Linked DNA regions of Mus musculus: all the other regions are linked to region 1. The links are chromatin contacts, called in public HiChIP or PLAC-seq and promoter capture Hi-C maps. All regions are on one chromosome and are shown on one strand. The core of a region is the stretch at or near the end of the contact, and the rest is flanking DNA. Distances in the headings are between cores, read along the strand shown. Region 1 holds the start of Appl1 (adaptor protein, phosphotyrosine interaction, PH domain and leucine zipper containing 1). Region 2 holds the start of Dnah12 (dynein, axonemal, heavy chain 12). Region 3 overlaps Dennd6a (DENN/MADD domain containing 6A). Region 4 holds the start of Dennd6a (DENN/MADD domain containing 6A).

The links. Promoter capture Hi-C pulls out the DNA fragments that hold promoters and counts their contacts. HiChIP or PLAC-seq counts read pairs in DNA pulled down with a chosen protein or histone mark. Capture Hi-C pulls out chosen DNA fragments and counts their contacts.
Region 2: a contact with region 1 is called in a promoter capture Hi-C map of the HPC-7 cell line. The contact joins the promoter of Dnah12 here to the promoter of Appl1 in region 1. A contact is called at or near these places in 18 of 39 promoter capture datasets (the 3T3-L1 cell line, the C10 cell line, the HPC-7 cell line and 11 more), 1 of 15 datasets of contacts at CTCF or cohesin (pro-B cells), 4 of 484 Hi-C or Micro-C datasets (the BV-2 cell line, the HPC-7 cell line, bone marrow-derived macrophages and 1 more), 13 of 115 datasets of contacts at active chromatin or transcription factors (the 230-238 cell line, acute myeloid leukemia, bone marrow-derived dendritic cells and 7 more) and 1 of 9 other capture datasets (liver).
Region 3: a contact with region 1 is called in an H3K27ac HiChIP or PLAC-seq map of embryonic stem cells, with 2.3 times the contacts expected there. The contact joins the enhancer-like site here to the promoter of Appl1 in region 1. A contact is called at or near these places in 2 of 39 promoter capture datasets (cranial neural crest and hippocampal neurons), 3 of 115 datasets of contacts at active chromatin or transcription factors (bone marrow-derived macrophages, embryonic forebrain and embryonic stem cells) and 2 of 9 other capture datasets (adipose tissue and pancreatic islet).
Region 4: a promoter capture Hi-C map of liver shows a contact between it and region 1. The contact joins the promoter of Dennd6a here to the promoter of Appl1 in region 1. A contact is called at or near these places in 2 of 39 promoter capture datasets (cranial neural crest and pre-B cells), 2 of 484 Hi-C or Micro-C datasets (natural killer cells and rod photoreceptor), 5 of 115 datasets of contacts at active chromatin or transcription factors (bone marrow-derived macrophages, effector CD8 T cells, embryonic hindbrain and 2 more) and 2 of 9 other capture datasets (adipose tissue and liver).

The regions. Positions count from the first base shown.
Region 1 is chr14:26,968,982-26,972,174 of GRCm38.p6, reverse strand. Appl1 (adaptor protein, phosphotyrosine interaction, PH domain and leucine zipper containing 1) reads left to right here and starts at 1,624. Exons shown (of 22, transcript NM_145221.2): 1 at 1,624-1,774. The coding sequence starts at 1,721.
Region 2 is chr14:26,689,962-26,693,189 of GRCm38.p6, reverse strand. Dnah12 (dynein, axonemal, heavy chain 12) reads right to left here and starts at 1,636. Exons shown (of 75, transcript NM_001370884.1): 1 at 1,491-1,636; 2 at 1-7.
Region 3 is chr14:26,604,131-26,607,479 of GRCm38.p6, reverse strand. It overlaps Dennd6a (DENN/MADD domain containing 6A), which reads right to left. Exons shown (of 20, transcript NM_001134465.2): 7 at 2,727-2,806; 8 at 1,542-1,604; 9 at 520-575. Among named protein-coding and RNA genes, the nearest start is that of Dennd6a, 26 kb to the right of the region's middle. Within about 2 kb of position 1,884, at least 8 of the 459 cell types and tissues checked have an H3K27ac peak or open chromatin away from gene starts, as enhancers often do. A contact at or near this core is called in embryonic stem cells, where this site is marked.
Region 4 is chr14:26,578,233-26,581,359 of GRCm38.p6, reverse strand. Dennd6a (DENN/MADD domain containing 6A) reads right to left here and starts at 1,810. Exons shown (of 20, transcript NM_001134465.2): 1 at 1,498-1,810. The coding sequence starts at 1,725.

The DNA of each region.
Region 1 (3,193 bases), core at 375-2,874:
GAAGAAAGGAAGGAAGGAAGGAAGGAAGGAAGGAAGGAAGAAAGAAAGAAAGAAAGAAAGAAAATACCCATAATACAAGTGGGAACCTTTCATACAACAGAAGAATTGGCTCCAAACCATCTTTCTTCAAAACTAAAGATCTCTTCAGGAGGGTGACTATTTGATAGAGAATTTAAGGAATGGATTCGCATAAAATGGCTATACCACTGAAGGTAATTCCGTGGAACTATAATTCAAGTCTACCATAAAACGTCTGAAATGGGGCTGGTGAGATGGCTCAGTGGGTAAGAGCTCTTCCAAAGGTCTGGAGTTCAAATCCCAGCAACCACATGGTGGCTCAAAACCATCCGAATCAAGATCTGACTCCCTCTTCTGGAGTGTCTGAAGGCTGCTACAGTGTACTTACATATAATAAGTAAATAAATCTTAAAAAAAAAAAAAAAACTTCTGAAACAAAGTTTTTATCTTTCAAGAGACCATGGGGAAAATCTGGTAAACTCACAGCTTCCTCTTCATTACCATATTTGGATTTGCTCCAGTGTCTGGATTTGGGTCGAAGCAGCTGGAGAAGCAGGAAGCTAATACTCTTCTCCCAGCTTATCGTACTCTTTGAATGACAGTGGAATGGACTAGTGGACTAATGGGTAGATTTTTTTGGGAGATATTAATGATTTTGCCAATTTTTTTGCATATCGGTAAACTCACTGTACAACACTTCAGAGAAATAACGTGTGAAGCTGGAGAAAAGGGTGCATCAAGGCTGAATCCATAAAACACAACACAACAAAACAGTGTTAGCCTAGTCCTTACATGTCAAATCTCCAACTGTGTGAGCTTCACTCTACAGTCAAGGAGACCAGAGAAGTTCTTTGAGTCCTGCCAAACCTGACAATCGGTTTGCGAGAGAAGCCCTTTAATGACGGAAGGAAGTCCTCCGATAAATGTATCTTTAAATTTTTTTATTAAAAAAAAGTTTTCCTTTGTGATATACAAGAAATATAGTGGTCGTATTTTCAGCAATGACAAACTTGAAGACGAGGTAAGAACTAATGATTTGTCAACAAAATCAAGGGTTTTAAACTGATGCCGATAGGCAGGTGTCCAGGAGAAAAAAAAAAGTTTAGGGTCTACTACTCCAAATTAACTGTAAACCCCGTTAATGACACAATTTCGGATTCCACAGATTTGTGAGTTAACGCTCTTTGCAGGAGATAAGATTGAAAACTTGGAGCAGGGTTGGGAAGGTTATGACGCTAGGTGTAGGGATTTTTTTTCTTTGGTTGCTGACGAAATATGGTGCAGAAGTAAAACTGCCTCAGGTCCCCTCCGGCGGTCTTCACTCCGGGCTCAGGTTAGCTGTGCGCTAGCGTGACTCAGACAGCCCCCTACGTATTCAACTACGCGCGCCCGACGACGGAGGTCGACATCCCCACACTGCTCGGCCCGCACGGCCACTGCTCTGGTAGAGAACCCGCGGTCGGGGAGGAATTCCCGGTCAGCCCCGTAGCGGTGACAGACGTCGCGGCGAGCCAATGGGTGAGCTGGAGGCGGGGCTAGTGGGCCTAGGGGGGGCGGGATTTCCCGCGCGGCGGCCGCTGAGCTCTGGGCTGGGGCGGCGGCGCCTGCGAGAGGGCGGGCCGGGTCAGCTGCAGCAGGCGGGGCCACGCGCGGAGCTGTGGGCGGCTGCCGAGTGTCCTGCCGCCGCCCAGCCTTCGCCACGATGCCGGGGATCGACAAGCTGCCCATTGAAGAGACCCTGGAGGACAGTCCGCAGGTGAGGCGCGAGCGGCGGCTGAGGAGAGCGCGCGGCCTAGCGCGGGCCTGGAGCCTCAGGTGCCCGTGGCCCAGGTGGGCGCCGCCGCCCGGGGTCGCTGTCTGCCGGGGCCGCGCCCTACACTCCCGGGCCGGGCTGGAGGCCCGCGCGTACTCGCGCGGCTGGGCCACGGGCGGCCCGGAGACCGAGCGGCCGTCACTGTCTCCCGTGGGGCCTGGCGTTTGAGTCCGCGCCGAGTCGCCTTTGCATTTCACGGGAGGTGCTGTTTTTATCGCGATGATAGGATGTGAGATAAGTCCTGTTCGTGGCGTTTTCGGAGGAGGCCCGGCATTCGGGGGGACGGCAGTGGCTAGTTTTCTTAGGAAGGGTCTGCGAGGCGGAGTGTGCAACGCCGGTGGAAGCAGGAGTGCGTGCCTTGCTCCCCGTGCTGTGTCGGTGCCCGAGTCTCAGGCTGGTGGCTGTCACTTGAGCTGTGCACTGCGGGTGACGGAAGGCGCCTACGCTGCTTCGAGGAGGCTGAGCTTTGGGTAGCAGATTGGCCCGAATAAACTCATCAAAATGAAAGCCCTGTTTTTGTGCGTTAGGGATGATGCTGGTGTGGTTGCTCTGGCTGAAGACAGTTTGGGAAAAATAAAACGATTCGTTGGATTTCTTTTTCAGTACTTAATGACATCAATTGTGTTTTAAAAGGTGTTGGAGCCTCTAACTTGTGTAAACTTCATCTTTACGCCAGCCTTTATGTATAGTAAGGGATATAAAACAGTGTTGCAGGTAGATTTTTAAAAATATTGCTTGCTGAGAAGTACATACTTCATAGGCATTTGTAGTTTAATAAGTGGCCCTCCAACCAAAAAGAGGAAAAGAGAAGAGCTAGCGCTTGTTTTCCTGGATGGCACTTTTGTCATGGATTTTGTGCCAATTTTTATTTCAAAGTTAGAATTGTGCTCTGATTGTAGAATTGATTTATTCTTTTCTCTGAAGGCAATCTTTATAGGCCAGTTGCTAGGAGGTAATGTACTCTTATCAGATAATGTGAGAAAGAGAAAGCCACATATTTGTTTATCTCGTAGTTTAAATTGTGCGTAATGATTTTTTCAGTGTAAAGCCTTAAGATATATTTATTTCAGATGATTTGCTACAATTTTGTGGTTGTGTTAGTCAGAAGAATTTTATCATTTTTCTTTTTTTTAAGTTAAGACTCAGTATACTGTCTGAACTTCTTTTACCCAGCTGACTTTTTATAGCCCAATAAAGACTATAAAGAGAATGGGTCACACAGTGCCCTATCTATGATTTTCCATGTAGAGATAGTCCTGCATTTTCAGTATAAGTAGTTTACAACTTGAGTCAGACTCATTCTGTAGCTCAGACTAGCCTCAAACATGAGCTTCCTCCTGCCTCTGTCTGCTGAGTACTTAC
Region 2 (3,228 bases), core at 387-2,886, 280 kb after region 1:
TTGCAATCTAAAATTAAGGAATTGAATTAGACATGCTCTAAACAGCCTTTCACCTCTAAAATCCTGGGTTTGTTGTTTCCCCCTAGATGCAAAAGACAGCAAAATCCCCCTCCCCCAAACTGATATTTAATATCATTAATATTTTTTCAAAGCATTATTGACTCAGTCTGCCTAATATCATAGAAAGTGATGTGCCACAGCACCTCCAGTAGGATCAGTGTGACAAGTTCCACAAACTGAGGCGATCGACCTCAAAAGGGGGAGGCCTCCTGGAACCGGTTGTGGAACTCTTCACTGGAGAAAAAATATTGCGCCGTAGTTCTCATGGTAATCTATCTGTTTTGTTTTCTCTTATTCCTTTTCTTATTTACATGTTCCTGGTAACCTAGGCCAAGATCTTAAGAGAAAATAATGGGTAAGAAACCATCCCTAGAGATGGGGCCACTAACATGACCTTATCCCTTGGGAAACCAACACTTTACTTTCTAAATCATTTACAAAACTATTATGATAAAAACTTTCCCAACAATAAAATTTCATATGGCTACATGTGTGTCATCAGAGGTGGATTTTGGTATATGGTAAAGAAAGCCTTAACTAGAAAGAATTAAAATAGTTTAAATTTATACATTGAAGATTATAAAAAATCAGCCACTAGATGTTAAATAATAATTGACCCTGGGGCTGAAAAGTTAGTTCACTGGTTAAGAGCACTGACCATAAAGATTTATTAACCTGCTCCTGGAAATATGCCACTAGCCTTGGACGACAGCCCCCACTGAATACATCCTTTTAAAATTGTTATATTTTGATGATTTATAATGATGTTACCTGTTCTGTTTGTGATTCACTGAATACATAAAGTTGTAATGCTTGGATGATTTTTGTGCTTTATTATGCCAAATGATTTTTGTTGGTATCTGTGATTGTTTCACTGGATATCGTTCCTAAGAGATGTAATGTTTGGTTTTTTAATGTATAAAACCCCCTGCTTGAGAGCTGCAGAATACACTCAGATTCAAACTGCCTCTGTTTGTCTCTGTTTGTCACCGCTGAATCCTTACCCACCTAGCTTCAAGGACCCTCATTTCAGGGACCCCCATACCCCACTAGGGTGGTCCGTGGCAGTAATGATTGACAGATAATAGCCATAGTTAATGCAAAGCAAATATAAAACATAAACACTCAGCAGTGTAACTATGGTATCAACTACACTTGCCCCAAATGCCGCAGGGTTTGGAGATTTTCTGCAGGCACTCAAATCATAGATCTTAGAAGGAAAGGAAGAGAGCAGGGGGTGGTGGCGAAAGCCTTTAATCCCAGCACTCGGGAGGCAGAGGCAGGTGGATTTCTGAGTTCAAGGCCAGCCTGGTCTACAAAGTGAGCTCCAGGACAGGCAGGGCTATACAGAGAAACCCTGTCTCAAAAAACAAAAAATAAAAAACAGAAAACAAAAAACACAAAAAGGAGGAAAGGAAGAGAAATGGTACCTGATTCTTCTCTTTCGCCTCTCAGGGACTGACAAAGAGTTTTTCCTCTGCAGGGCTACTGCAATCCAGTAGAAACAACATAGTCACCATGGAAACTGTCTTGCCTACCAAAAGGGCTGGGTGAAGGTTGCTAGAAGAGGCAGTTGCTGAACTAAGAGAGACTTAAGATAAACAGTTACACTGCTTTTCACTCAAGTGAATCGAGGGCAAGGTGATTTTTGTTGCTGTTGTTGCTGTTTAACTGCCTTACCTTGGAAGGAGTCCAGGAAATCAAGATTTCCAAATTGCAGGAAAAGGCATGACTAGAAAATTGAATCTATTGGAGAATATATAGATTTATATAAATATTCATTGTCAATGAAGAATGGAGTCTTCAAGTGTCCCCATAATGACTTTCTGTAACTACTGTAACCAAGCCTCAATACAATTTATCTTGTTCTTATATTTGCTATTTGTTTTTTCAACACTTTCAGGAAGTCCTTACCAAAAATCAAACAGGTTAAGGTGTGCAAACTTTGCAGCTATGTTTAAGGAAGGACATTGTAACTTGAAACTCCAATGTATAGTCCAGGAAGATTATGAGGGATGAATAAAAAAGTTGCTATGGAGTATTTTGTTTCTCTTAGCATACCTAGTAATGGGTTTCCCTCTGAGACTCGATATGGGTTTCTCTGTCACTCCTATACTCTCCCTCCTGAGCTCTCCACACACTGCCTGGCTCCTTTCCTCCACTCAGCAGTCTCTTCTACTTTATCACTGTGTTTCCATTCAAAGAAACACCCTGCCATGAGAAGCCATGAGATCTATGTCTGTCTTGTTTCAGTGGACGTGATGTGACCTGCCTCATTTAACAACTTGTCCTCCACAAGCTACAGTGATTCCTCTGGCATTCCAGGGATAGCTGGAACTCTCAGTTTTATATTGGTAGTTTTCAAAGGCCAGGCCAGGAGTGGGGAATAGTGTTTAAACACTTTCCTTCTTCCAGAGCCTTATTTTTCCTACAGGTTTTGCCTGGGTGTATTTGCTCCAATGACTCTGTCAGGGTTAGCTCATTTGTCCTATTTTCAGGGTTGGCAGTGTCCTCCCTCTTCTACTCTGAGGAACTGTTCGGTACTGAAGGTTTTGCAGATTATAGTGCTGAATTTTCTTCTTTCCCTGGCAGAACAACAAAGCAACAAGGTTTTGGTTTTTTTGTTTTTGTTTTTTTTTTTTTGTTTTGTTTTGTTTTTTTTTCCTCAAAAACACCCCTCTTGCCTAGGGTTGGAGGAAAGGAGGCATGGCAGACCACAATTTAGTTCGGAGCATACTTTTCTAAGGTTGATTTCTTTTTTCAATTTCCAGATGACAAATTTATTGATTTTTTTAGCAACATTTGAGTGTTTTCTGTGTGCTAGTCACCATCTCAAAGTTTTTAATGATGAACTATCATATACTACTGCCTTGCGCACAGTAAGTGTTCCATATGTATGACTTCAGTAAGAGAATGAACTTTATAGAACTCTGTAGCTTGTTAAATTGAGTGTCTACGTGTATAAAACAAAACAATTGTATGTTTATGTGATAGGGTTTTTAATGCTATTTTTATTAGTCTAAAATACACGGATAAAAGGGGAGGCAAATACAAATTAATTTAGTGATCTAGTGAAGAAATTTTATAGTATAATCAAATCACCAATAACCTGACATTAATCTATGAAGACCATCTTTAGCCAACCTGGCTCCATCAGTAGTCCCTTTT
Region 3 (3,349 bases), core at 635-3,134, 360 kb after region 1:
TGAGCTGGGCTACACTCGACACTTTCAGACCGTGATCAGGTGCTCTGCAAAATGCATGAGCAGTGCTAGCTTCTCCCTTGGCATCTTCCTCTTTTGTCAAATCCTAGAGTATATTGTTTTATTTAAAAATTTTAAAACATAATAGTACTTGCGGTTTCTTTTTTTTTCCTTACTGAAGTTTTTTTTTTTTTAACAAAAGGAATAAATCTCATGATATTTCACCCCAAATTTAACTACTTTTTCTAGCTTCACCACAATACAATTCTCAGAGCAAATGAAACAAACCCGTCTATTTGACCACGTAGCACCTAAAGCGCACCTCAGCTTTCTTGCAGCCGGACGGATGAACCACTGGACTTTACCATTAAAACCCAATGAATATTTGGTTTTTAACTTTTCAAGAATCTTTGGGGCCCATAATGAGTATTTCCTTCCAGCTTAATTCACACTTTCCATAAGTTAATAACAATTATCACAAATTATAAAGACAAAGTATTTCACATCTTTTTTATTCTTTACCTGAAAAGATCCACCTCGTGAACAGTAGGCAAAATAATAGATGTGTGTGTATCTGCCTAAAGGGTTAGAAAAGGAAGGAAAAAGTACGGGAGATGTTACGAAAATTGATAGAAATTCATTTTTGTTTTTGTTTAAAACAGGATCTAACAGTATAGCCTTGGCTGTCCTGAAATCACCACAGAGTCCAGGATAATGGACTCACGAGAGATTACTGTTGGAACTAAAGGTGTGTACCACCACATCTGGCTATAGTAAGCAAAATGATGGTACATGACTAGACTGTAAACCAGCACTCAAAAGCAGAGGCAGGAGAATTGATGTGAGTTCAAGCTCAGCCTCACTAGCAAGTTCCTGGACAGACAGGGCTACACAGTGAGACCCTGTCTCAAAACACATAGTAAATAAATGAAAATGACAACACAACTATCTCACAACCAATGAGCCCTATCACTCAGTCCATTCTGACAAGTTGCTCTTCCAGGAGCAGCCAGAGAGAATGGATCTTACAAGTCTCCAACAATACAGCAGAGAAAAGCACAAACTCTGTGGGTAGGAATCAGCCCAAGGCCAGATGTGAGCCTGGGTCCCAGCTGTACATCAACACTAGGGGATGTGTAACCAGCACTCAGGTCTCCTGCTGTCCTGTAGCCTTACTTGAAGCACAGTGGGGATGGTAACAAAGCAGCTCAAGTATTTCAAATGAAAGATTCAAACCCGCAGGAACAGAAACTGCTTTCAGAAAAAGAAAAGCTCCAGGATCCTTCTGACTTAACGGTCTAAAATTAGAATTCAGTTGCCTATTCTTGTAAGAGAACACCTTTTGCCAGAGTTAAACCTTCTTTAAAGTGTTTACTGTCATTTAGTCCTCACAATTACAACATGAACGTGGGGTTCTCCAGGACCTACTGAGGTAGTAACAACATTTCTAACAAGAAATGTTAGAAAATTTATCACCAACTATTTAAAAGTAACGGGTGTTTCAGTGACCAGGCTGCGCCACGGTCACTTTAGCATCATGCTACCTGCTGAGTTAACTGCACCATCTGCGTGGTCCCAGGCTTGTCATGACACGTGGGAATCCGAACCTTAAAGACAGAGAGGAGCTATTATTTATCTGTATGGCAAGTGCTCTACCTAGCACACTCAGCACTTTGAAAGTGCTCTAAAGAGCAAGTGTTTCTGCGGGGTTTTAGAACTAAGGGTGTTCATTCTTAGTTACAGCAGGAGCAGGGAAACCAAAGTTCCCATGTCTACAAATGGAGATCACTAAACACAGAAGCAAATGTGCTGGAAACAGTCAGGACAGCAGTCTATCACATGGCTTCCTGCTCACTTTTCCAGTCTCTGCTTCACAAATACACACACCCAAACACACCCTCTCAAGCCTGCCAAACTTCTGAATAAACCCCACAGGAAACAATGGGAACCCTCAACCCCAAGCTTTCAGAATTGTTATGTTTGCTGAAGGGGTCGGGGCAAATACACTTACAAATCACGAAACTCTAAGGAAGGAACGCAGTTAAGGATAAGTCCAAGGTCACAAGAGCATGAATAGCAAAGAACTTGCGTGCACTCAGACAAAATCTGCCAGTAAAATTCAAATTCCTTCAAAACAAAGCAATGGGAGGACTATAACTCAGAGGTGAAGCACTTGCCTAGCCCTTAGGAGGCCCTGGGTTCAATCTCCAATACACAAAAAAGCAATGAAAGGAAAAATAAAAAAATCCTCACCATAACAAAAATATTCCAAGAAAAAACATGCTTGGTCTGACACTAAATGTTAAAAGACCATTTAGAGCTGGAAAAAAAAAAAAAAAAACAAACCCAAAAAACAATGACTTTTCTAGTTTAATCTTAATTTCCAGCAATTCACACCCAAGACTACGAGTGTTCTTCCCCTTCTTACCACCCATATTGTAGGATTTTAGAGGGAAGCACTTTTATCTGTGCATAGTCCACAGGGAGAAATACCATTGCTGCACTAATCCTTTAGGTGCACTGCCTGGCTGGAGGGGCCTGGAGATGTATGAAGGACTCTTCGAGGCGGGATCAACTGTGGTGTATCTGTAAGGTCTCCCAGCAATGACAACAGTGAAGGCATTAACATCACTAAATGTCATCAGGTTGTTTAAAACAAACCCTATGTGTGAGCGAGCTTTCTGTAGAGTTCTTCAGAGCAGACAGATGAGACTCTAGTCAGTTGTTACCTTCATTACTAGTCCCATGATAGGCAGGTGCAGCGTTTTCCCTGGCACTGGGGCAGGCCATCGGTCAACATCATTACAAGCTGAAAATGAAACAAAATACTAATGTAAGTGAAAAGATAAAATATTTAAAATGGACACTGCTAGTTAGAGCTCTTTTTGTAACATGGGAGAAATATGTTAATAATAACAGCAGATAAAAGTAAATTTGATGAAATATTTAATTTAAAATTTTTTCAGAAGTATTATGTTCTAGGATATATATTGGTTAACTGTTGAATGAGAGGTAGAGAGATGGCTCATCACTCATGACAGGAAGCTCACAATCACCTACAACTCCAGCTCCAAGAATCTGATGCCCTCTCAGGCCTCCACTCAGGCACTCACACGTGTGTGGCACACACACCACCAATAAAAATGTTTTGGTTTTTTTGTTTGTTTGGTTTGGTTTTTTGTTTGTTTGTTTGTTTGCTTTTGGGTTTTTTTTTTTTTTTCGAGACAGGGTTTTTCTGTGTAGCCCTGGCTGTCCTGGAACTCACTCTGTAGACCAGGCTGGCCTCAAACTCAGAGATCCTCCTGCCTCTGCCTCCCAAGTGCGGGGACTAAAAGTGTGTGCCACCACGCCC
Region 4 (3,127 bases), core at 561-3,060, 390 kb after region 1:
ACCGATTAAGTTTTATTTTGCTACACATAAAATTTCAGTTTATCATTAAATAACGAGCATAATATATTGTTTTGAGGGGCTGGAGAGATGGCTCAGCTGTTAAGAGCACTTGCTGCTCTTCCAGAGGATGTGAGTTCAGTTCCCAGCACCTACATGACCAGAAGGATTGCAGACTGAGTGGATCTAACCCCCTTTTCCAGCCTACACAAGCACAAGGTACAAATTCTCTTACATGCAGAGATGAAGGCAAAACATTCATACACATTATATAAATAAACAAATCTTTAAAAATAAATGTCTTCAATCTTTGGAGATTGTTATTCCTGTCTCAAATAAAATACAGAATCACTTTACATACTAACTCCCTCTATCAACAAACGTTTAATGAATACTGTATCAGGCAATAAATTTGATCCTATTGACTAAATAGATTAATTCTTAGATCCCCACCTTATTGTCTCAATTCATAAATGCAAATGAGAACATCCTTTTATGTGTATGTCCACTAACTTGTATGGTGCCTAGATCTTAATAAAAACTCAATATTTAAATGAACTATGTAACGATACAAAAGACAAAGATGCAGCAGTTTCTCGTTTGGAACAACCAGACCAACCAAATCAGAATAAGATTAGAATCTTTCACCGATGCCAAAAGAACAATAACAAAATACCAAAAACTTCGGGACATACACCTTTCTAATGCCTTTCTAGTAACTTTTCACTTGGATAAATAAGACAAATCTTTTATGCTAACAAACAACAACAAAAAAAAAAGATGCAAAGTGATGGCAAAAATGAGTGAGATTCAAAGGTCTTTTAGGTAAGATGTTATGATATCTAACAGATTTATAAGCCAACAATTTTTCCACTGACATTAGGTTTCTGGGAATTGTCACAGAATCAGTATTAAGAAACAGCAGGGGTCGGGAGAGGGGTGTGGGGACAGCTTGCCTAGTTTTCAGAAGGCCTTGAATTCTGTTTGCAATGCTAGGGAGAGACTTGGAGGGAATGGGAACCCAACGACATTTCACAGAGAAATGGGGAACAGAGAAAAGGGAGAGAATGCATGCTAAGCATTTTGACTTGGACTCAGTGGACCGATCTACGAGTTAGCGCAATTGACAATACAGTCAGTCAGCCCACATGATTGGACGTGCACGTTTGGCTACTGTAATTCACATATGTCAGGGGGTATTGTTCCTTTCTTGAAAGTTCCAAGCAAACATCCTGTCTGCTGTAGGCTTTTCTGGGTGCCACTACCCTCCAGTTATCGCTGGTTTTTTGTTTTGTTTTTTTAAAGAGGAACATCAACAAGTATTTAGGAGGGGCCTACAAAGAACTTTTCACCCCTAGCCGCAGCCCACGATCCTCCCACCGAAGGGTCGAGAAGCACCGCCCAGCTGAGCCGCGCAGGGGCTGCGAGCCACGCCCGGATGAGCAGCGGCCAGGACCCGGCCGCCCAAGGGTGGAGACACAGGGTGCGGCTCGGCCTCACCTCCACCGCCTGGCCCAGCTCCAGGTCGAAGCCCACCACACACACGCAGTGTAGCCAGGCCGAGAAGCCGTCCCAGCGCAGCAGGCCCCGGCGGCCATCGTCCTCCTCCTCGTCCTCCAGCGCGACTCCCGCCGCCGCAAGGGCCGCCGCCTCGCGCCCCTCAGCCCCGGCCTCGTCCAACGACCCGCGGGAACCGGGCCCAAAGACCGCCGGGCCCGGCAGAGCCATCCGCCACCCCCTAGGCGCTTGAGCCGCCTCCGCTGCGGACCGCGCCGCAGAGCGCGCAGGCCTCCGCGCACGCGCACCGAGTGCTGCCGCTGCCGCAGCCGCTCCGGACTCCCGGAATAGGGGCGCGGCCACGAGGCACGTGACCCTGGGAGCGGGGGGTTCAGTGGTTTCCCTACAAGCCGCGGCTATCTCTGCTGCTCGCTCAGACTGGCCTGCTGGTTTTACAGTTCTCTAAACTCAAACAGTGGCTCAGGAATCGTCATCTCAGATCCACAACAATACAGCAATGAATTATTCTTGGAACGACCCAGTTCATTATTAAAGTGTTACTAAAACATAGTGGTTAACAGTAGTTTAATTAAACTTTTACTCTGTGACAGTTGATATGCTAAGTTCAAATACACCTATTAACTCTTATTAAACATATCATTATGGTGAACACTATTGTTTGTTAAGTGTTGGGTAGGACTTTCTTTTCTTTTTTAGCTATGCCTTACATAGTCCCAACTGGCCTCTAGCTCATGGTACTCCTACCACAGCTACCCAAGATTCTGGGTTTAGTGGCATGGGCCACCACCTCTGGCTAATTTGTCTTCACAGATAAGGGAACTGAAGTTCGGAGAGGCTTCGTGACTAGCCCAGCAAGTATAAGAACTCTAAGGCAAGCCTGTGTTCACTCCTGCAGTCCCCTGATAGAGATGTGTACTTTAACTCTCCGAATACCCTCCCTACCAAGGCAGCTCCCATCTTTATTGGTCTGGCGGACTCTCTCAACTCTTACGCATATGCAGACTTTCTTGGAATCTCGGGTTGGTCAGTCACCTTTGGACCATGCTATCTGAACACTGGAGGAAGGGCCTGGTTTCAAGCTACCTTTGTTAAGAAGTCAAGACAGCTCTAGGCTGGGCACTCAAGAAACATCTGCCCTGGTGAATTGCTATTGATTATTGGCATAGCATGATACGACTAAGTAGGATTTTTTTTTCAGCACCTGCTAGGATTTATTCATCAAAAGTAATTAGAGCCGGGCGTGGTGGCACATGTCTTTAATCCCAGCACTCGGGAGGCAGAAGCAGGCAGATTTCTGAGTTCGAGGCCAGCCTGGTCTACAAAGTGAGTTCCAGGACAGCCAGGGCTATACAGAGAAACCCTGTCTCAAAAAACAAAACAAAACAAAAAAAAAAGTAATTAGAAAACGTGGTAATACCCAATAGGAAAGTGTGTAAAAGATGATAGATAACATACAATGGATTTATCAAAACCCATTCCCATGCCTTTCCACGGCCTCAAAAGGCAGTGATATTACTGTTTCTATTTTACATAGAACAAAGCTGGGGCTCCAACTGATGGCTCAGTGGTTAGGAGCGCTTGCTGCTCTTGCAAAGGACCAGGTTCAATTCTC